Linked DNA regions of Mus musculus: region 1 is linked to region 2. Evidence: chromatin contacts called from public HiChIP or PLAC-seq data. All regions are on one chromosome and are shown on one strand. Each heading gives the region's core, a stretch centred on a gene start, on an enhancer-like site or on the middle of the called end of the contact. The rest is flanking DNA. Distances are from core to core; before and after follow the strand shown. Region 1 overlaps Gm40931 (a long non-coding RNA gene). Region 2 has its middle 5.7 kb from the start of A330076C08Rik.

The links. HiChIP or PLAC-seq counts read pairs in DNA pulled down with a chosen protein or histone mark.
Region 1: a contact with region 2 is called in an H3K27ac HiChIP or PLAC-seq map of heart atrium, with 4 times the contacts expected there. The contact joins two enhancer-like sites. A contact is called at or near these places in 1 of 484 Hi-C or Micro-C datasets (myocytes) and 3 of 115 datasets of contacts at active chromatin or transcription factors (cardiomyocytes, embryonic stem cells and heart atrium).

The regions. Positions count from the first base shown.
Region 1 is chr13:44,606,641-44,610,002 of GRCm38.p6, reverse strand. All of the region lies in intron 1 of Gm40931 (a long non-coding RNA gene), which reads left to right. Among named protein-coding and RNA genes, the nearest start is that of Gm40931, 29 kb to the left of the region's middle. Within about 2 kb of position 1,477, at least 21 of the 459 cell types and tissues checked have an H3K27ac peak or open chromatin away from gene starts, as enhancers often do. A contact at or near this core is called in heart atrium, where this site is marked.
Region 2 is chr13:44,220,641-44,223,722 of GRCm38.p6, reverse strand. No RefSeq gene overlaps it. Among named protein-coding and RNA genes, the nearest start is that of A330076C08Rik, 5.7 kb to the right of the region's middle. Within about 2 kb of position 1,307, at least 32 of the 459 cell types and tissues checked have an H3K27ac peak or open chromatin away from gene starts, as enhancers often do. A contact at or near this core is called in heart atrium, where this site is marked.

The DNA of each region.
Region 1 (3,362 bases), core at 228-2,727, 390 kb before region 2:
AAGACAGGGTTTCTCTGTGTAGCCCTGGCTGTCCTGGAACCCACTCTGTAGACCAGGCTGGCCTCGAACTCACAGAGAAAAGACCAATTCTTAAACACAAAATGAACTCCTTACTGATTATTAATCAGATCCCCTTGGACCTCAGTGTTCTAAGACAAGCCTGATTTATGGTTAACTTAGCCCGGGTCAGGTGTTATTGCTGATTTTGCTTTTTCCTGAAGAGACAGGATGATCATAGTTCACTTTCACGTTTAGGTTCCTCCTCCGACATGGAGAATGAGACCATGCCCTTGTGCATGCCCGGTGAGGCATGCTTTCTAGCCATAGATCATTTTTAATAGCAGAATATAGTCTGGAATATTAGTGTTCTCCTGATTTCAAAATTCCAATCATTGCCTTAATAAATTAAAGTGGAAAAACAGACGCACATTTGTGTGTAGGCACAGGTTCCTCAGTTCGAATGTGTAGGCCAGAAAACAGCTTGCAGGAGTCGCTTCTCCTTTTCTACCAAGTAGGTGCCAGGCATCAAACTTGTGTCCTCAGACTTGAGAGCAGGTGTCTTTACTCTATGGGCCATTTTGCCAACCTCCTTTTTTTTTTTTTTTTTTTTTTGAGGCAATGCCTAGGGTAGACCAGCCTGGCCTTGAATTTACAGCCTCACCCTCCTGAGTCCTGGAAGACAGGCAGCCATTACCACACCCAAGCCCTCGCCAGTTCTGATGAAGCTACGGAGTATCTGGAGGCCTAAGATGTAGGAGGCACATGCACGGCCAGTCCAGTGGGTGAGGATTCCAAACCTCTGAGTCTTCACTTCAGCAGCGTAATTCAATCTGAACTCCTCTTGCCCGTGGCCTTGCTGATGAATGACTGTCCTCTGATGGACCAAGGAGAGAAGATAACAAGAGAAGGGGACAAATTAGGTCAAGCTCCAACCTCTGTCTCTGCCTGACTTTTCTTGCTCCACTTGCCCATGGCTGGCTATTTTATCTGCTCCTGACAAAGAGTTTTCAGTGATTATAACCAGGTTAAGCTCTCAAATGAGCACAAGCTAAGAATAAATACAGCCCCAGGGAACGTGCTCATTAAAAACACCTGCAGAGCTGAACGAAGCGAAACCCGACTGTAATCCCAGCACTCAGGAGGCTGAGGCCGGGTGACTGAAACTTTGAGGTCAGCTTGGACGATACAGTGAGTTCAAGGTCAGCCTGAGCTGTATAGGGAGACCCTAACAACCAACCAATCAACCAACTCAAAAACCTAAGGAGTTAAAAGAAAGTAAACTGAGCTGAAAAACAACAAAACAACACACACACACACACACACACACACACACACACACACCCCTTCAGTAAGATTACAGAAACCATGGCAGACTTATCTAAAATCCTTGGGACCCTATGGGTTTCAGAATGAGACCTACCATCCCTAGAAGGGTCTCTTGCAGTATTGTGCAAATGTCATACAGTTTCTTCAGCCAAAGGCTAGCCAGAGAATGAGATAAAGTCTATTAATAACCTTCTGTCAGGTCAGGTCAGGCCAAGCCTTGACACCCAGTGAGTTATATAATAATGGTTGGGGGACCTTCTTGAATTTCCTAGACTCTTCATTGCCTCGCTGGCTCCTTTCCACCTCGTTCTTTCACTGGAGTAGACAATTGCCATCATTAGGATGTTAAGACATGCTATGCCACCGTCCCCTGCATTCCTCTAGGCAATGAGAGAGTTGAGTTTTTCCGTCCGAAAAATTCGCCTCTACTTGTTAATAATGGAAATGGGTTTGCGGCAGTTTGACAGGTGGTTTGTAGAATTCTGCCAATTCTAAGAGTATTTGGAGTTCTGGAGACCAGAGGGACGGAGAGAACACACCCAGTGTGGCTGTCCACTCTAGGTCAGGGCAGGCAGGGGACAGGACAGCTGCTACACAGACTTTGTGTCTGGAGGAAGTGGTTTTATCTGGGCAGTCAAAGGTTAGGAGTGTAAAAGTCAGGGTTCTAGTTTCAAGTGAGAAGTCACTGAAACAGTTTTACCAGACACTGACTGGGCCTAAAGAGAAATACTGATCCGAGCTTCCCCATCTCCTTCAGAGCTGAGCTCTGTCCCAGGCTGTGGACAAGGCTCAGTGGTAGACCTCTTACCCCAGCATCAGGAGAGCTGTGGGTCCATCCTCTACTGTAAACAATGACTCTCTCCTGTTTGTTCTTCACCTGAACTGTGCCTTCTAGGCTCCTCTTGGCTACACCCTACTGTTCTTTCAGGACCCACTTCAGACATCATCTGGAAGCCCCAGCCTGCCCTCCCTGGGGACTGTTAACTGTGACCCCCACTAGCCTTTGCTGGCACCCGACAGCTCTTCCTTCAGTGCAAGGCAAACTTGACCACGGCGAGCACTGAGGTCTTTCTTCTTTATTTCAGTGCTGAGGCTTTAATCCAAGGCTTTGCCCCTGGAGACATGCACCCTACCATTAGCCCACTCTCTTGTTCTCATGAGTACTTGGCACAGTGCCTAGGTCAACGAGACGTTGGCAAACGACAAGAGTGTAGAGCTGCTGACTTGGCTTAATGTCAGATTCCCTGCCTAGCATGTGCAAGGCCCTGGGTTCAGCTCTCAGCACTACCAGTTACATACCCTACCCCCCACGAGCTATTAGTTAAATATGTTTAAATATAGCTAATACTCAGCTATCCTTTTCCATCTCTTTATTTTTTCTTAGGTGTTACTGTTACTATTACTTTTTTCCTTAGTCTCCTCTAGTCCAGTCTGGACCCCGATATGTTACATAGCAACTGTGTGGACATTGACTCTTATCCCCCCACTTGACTCTGATACTTCCCAAGTGTTGAGATAATAGTTTTGAACACAGTACCTGTTTTTAACCAATGGCTTCATGGATGCTACTCAAGTACTCTACCAATGGAGTCACATCCCATTGCTTCATTTTGACTCTTCGTTTTGTGGTGCTGGGAATCGAACTTAACACCTTGCATGTGTCAAATAGTCACATACTCCATCACTGAAATTCATCCTGAATCTCCTCTAGCTTTAAAAAAAAAGTCATATTTATGTAATTCAAGTGACAAATATTATTACATGGATGAAATTTTGGAATGTAGGAGTTGCCACCATCCTCCAGTGGAGAACTGTGGGATTATGTATTGTTATGACTTGTGAGAATTGTTGAAGTGGAAGTTGCTGGTTACATGGTAGGAGAACCATGCCCTTCCAAAAGGTATGTTAATGTCCTAATATCTGGTGACTATGAATGTGCCTTACTTGGGAAATAGGCCTTTGAAGATGTAATTGGCGTAAGGATATGAACAGGAAATCACCTTCATATGGGTGGGCCCCAAATCCAAGACATTCCT
Region 2 (3,082 bases), core at 58-2,557:
TCTTGAGGAACTGGCTCCAGGATGGAAATCCTGAAATCTGCAGGGTAGATGGGCAGGCTGAACACTGAGCACAGGGCTGAGTAGCAGCCCAAATCTGAAGACCCAGAGCAGAGTTCTCATGTCCTCCCGGGTCTAAGGGTTCTGGGGAAATTTGGTTCTTTTTCCTTGAGGATTTCAGTTGGCTGAAGGAGACTCACATGCAGGATAATCTAGTTTACTCAGGCTATTAACTCCAAACCTGTACTGGCTGGTTTTGTGTGTCAGCTTGACACAGCTGGAGTTATCACAGAGAAAGGAGCCTCTCTTGAGGAAATGCCTCCATGAGATCCAGCTGTAAGGCATTTTCTCAATTAGTGATCAAGGCAGGAGAGCTCCTTGTGGGTGGTGCCACCCCTGGGCTGGTGGTCCTGGGTTCTATAAGAAAGCAAGCTGAGAAAGCCAGGAGAGACAGACAATCCAGTCACCAGCACCCCTCCATGGCCTCTGTATCAGCTCCTGCCTCTGAGTTCCTGCCCTGTGTGAGTTCCTGCCCTGACTTCCTTTGGTGATGAACATCAATGTAGAAGTGTAAGCTGAATAAACCCTTTCCTCCCCAACTTGCTTCTTGGTCAGGATGTTTTGTGCAGGAATAGAAACCCTGACTAAGGCAATACCTATATCTAAATAGGCATTTGACCGAATACATGAGCACTGTGGCTGAGTTGATTCGCCAGGACCCAAGGCTGAAATGATCTACTTTCTGAGGTTTATGAACAAATTAGCCGAGCTCTATATACACATAGAGACTTTAGTGAATACGTTCTCACTAAATTTACCCATCCCTCCTGGGAATGCTTGCTCTCTCTCTCTCTCACTGTGGCAGTGACGAGTCCTTGGTGTCAAATATTCCTGAAGTCAGCAGAGTTTTCGTCTCTTCTTTTCCTTCCTTGTGCTGTAAGAGTCTACAGGTTTCCTGTATGGCAATCTGGGGCAGAGCCTGAGTCCTCCTGGTCCCCTGGAGAACCAGGCTACTGGGCATTGCTTTTCACTGGGGCCCTCAGAGAGGCCCAGGAGAAGAGAGGCTCCAAGGGAGGGCAGCTGAGGACAGATGCCCTGGGAACTGTGTTGTTGTTTATACCTTGGCAGGAAGCAGACACCCTCTTTAATTTCCCTGGCAGGGCATGCATGCAGAATGCCTATTGGCCTGATTGTAGTCCCTGTTGTGTCCTGGCCTCTCCCAGCCTGGAAGGATTGTCCCAGAATGGGCCTTTCTACTCCCCAGCCCTTGTTGCCTGGCTCCCTTTTAACTCTAAAGTGGGCTCTATCTCTCTGGGACAGCTGTCCCCTGGCTGGCCTCTCCCTACCTGACCAAGGGAGATACCTTTGAGAGTCAGGCTTCATGGCAGCCTCTGTTTAGAGAAGGGGCAATTTTCATTTGGCCTTGGGATTAAAAACAGAGCTAAATGCAAAAGATCAGAGAGGACAATGGAGAAGGAAATCTGGGGGAGGAAGAAGCCAAAAGGAGGGGTGGGTACAGGGATTGGGGGGTGGGGGGTGGGATGAAGACACCAGTGAAAGAATCAACTCAGCTTTCATCTCTGAGTCTGATCTGTTTTGTGAACCCTAATGGGAAAGGTCATGAATTTTAAAACATGTCTCTCCAGCCGACAGCTCCAGTCATAAAAACCAACCCTGTCGAAAGCTCAGCTGGCACTGGAGGCTGGGCCCATGGAATCTGCAGACAGGGAGGCACGGGAGTGCAGGCCCTTGTCAGGAAGTGAGAGCAAACCAGCCTGAAGCCATCAGCCTGGGCAGGCTCCCAGCTGCATTGGGTAGAGGTCTGCTGCATGCCTGGCCATCAGCGATTTTTTGAGCAGGCCTCACATGGATGCTTGTCGCTGTCAGTGGCAAAAAAAAATCACACAGACACCTGCTGCAGTCTCTGCTCACTGACTCTCAAGGTAGGGGAAGACACAGACTACTGGGGACTGGCCTCTCTCACCAGGGTCATGAGGATAGGCCAGCTCAAGAAAGCAAGGGGACACATCTTCAGTAACAATTCCCAAAGGGTGAGTCTGCAGGGTCGCTGAGCCTGCAACTGGCCAGTTTCCTTATGGACAGTTTTGAAGTAGCAATGAGGTTAAGGGTCATCAAAGCATGAGGAGCTGTAATAAAGGGTCACAGCATTAGGAAGGTCAAGAACCTTCTAGATACTTCTTATAGATAGCCTTGTGGCTCTGGAATGGACCAACAGGGAAGCCACTGGGCAGACTGATAAGGGATTTTCATAATGAGGTTACATGGAGTGAAAAGAGGTCCAATTCAAGTGTGGGTGACAGCCAGGCAAAAGAAAGTCCCAGGGAAAAACACTTTTGCTTTTTGCCTGGCTGCCTTCCAGTCATGCTTGCAGGTACATCTTCTCTGTCCTATCTACCCTATTGTTGCTGTTATTCTTCTCCAGCCTTCGAACCTAGACTGAAGACCACAGTGTCTCCAGGAATCTTCCAGGCCTGCAGCATCCACCTGCGATGGCCCAGGTACCTAGCCTCATGGACTGAAGAGCTACAGGGGTCTCAGGCTCTCCAGTATGAAGACAACCATTGTTGGACAACCCAGCTCATTTCCTGCAAGCCAATCTAATAAATCCCCTTCTAATGTGTATCATTCTGTTGGTTCTGTTCCTCAAGTGAGGACACGGATCAGACAGAATCGGCCCTTCTGCGATCAGCTTGTTTAACTTCACATGACATCTTCACGTTTGTTCCTGTCATAGTGTATTTTAAAATGGTGGTAAAAATATATGGGCATGAGGTACTGTTTATCATTTTAACTCTTGTAAGTGTATGATTCAGCACTGCCCATACAGCCATAGTGCTATGTGACCATCAGCTATGAAACGCTCATTGTCCCTAGCAGAAACTATACACCCACACATGGACATTCCCACTTCTCTCTCCATCTCCATAATACTCTTTATCTATGAGTCTGACTAGTGTAGATTCTGCAGGTTATCTTTTTTCAGTTGGGACTCAGAATAGAACAGAAAGGATTCAGAGAGTGCCTCAGAGATAGAGACCAGCAACAAGTTCACTCCATTGGAGAT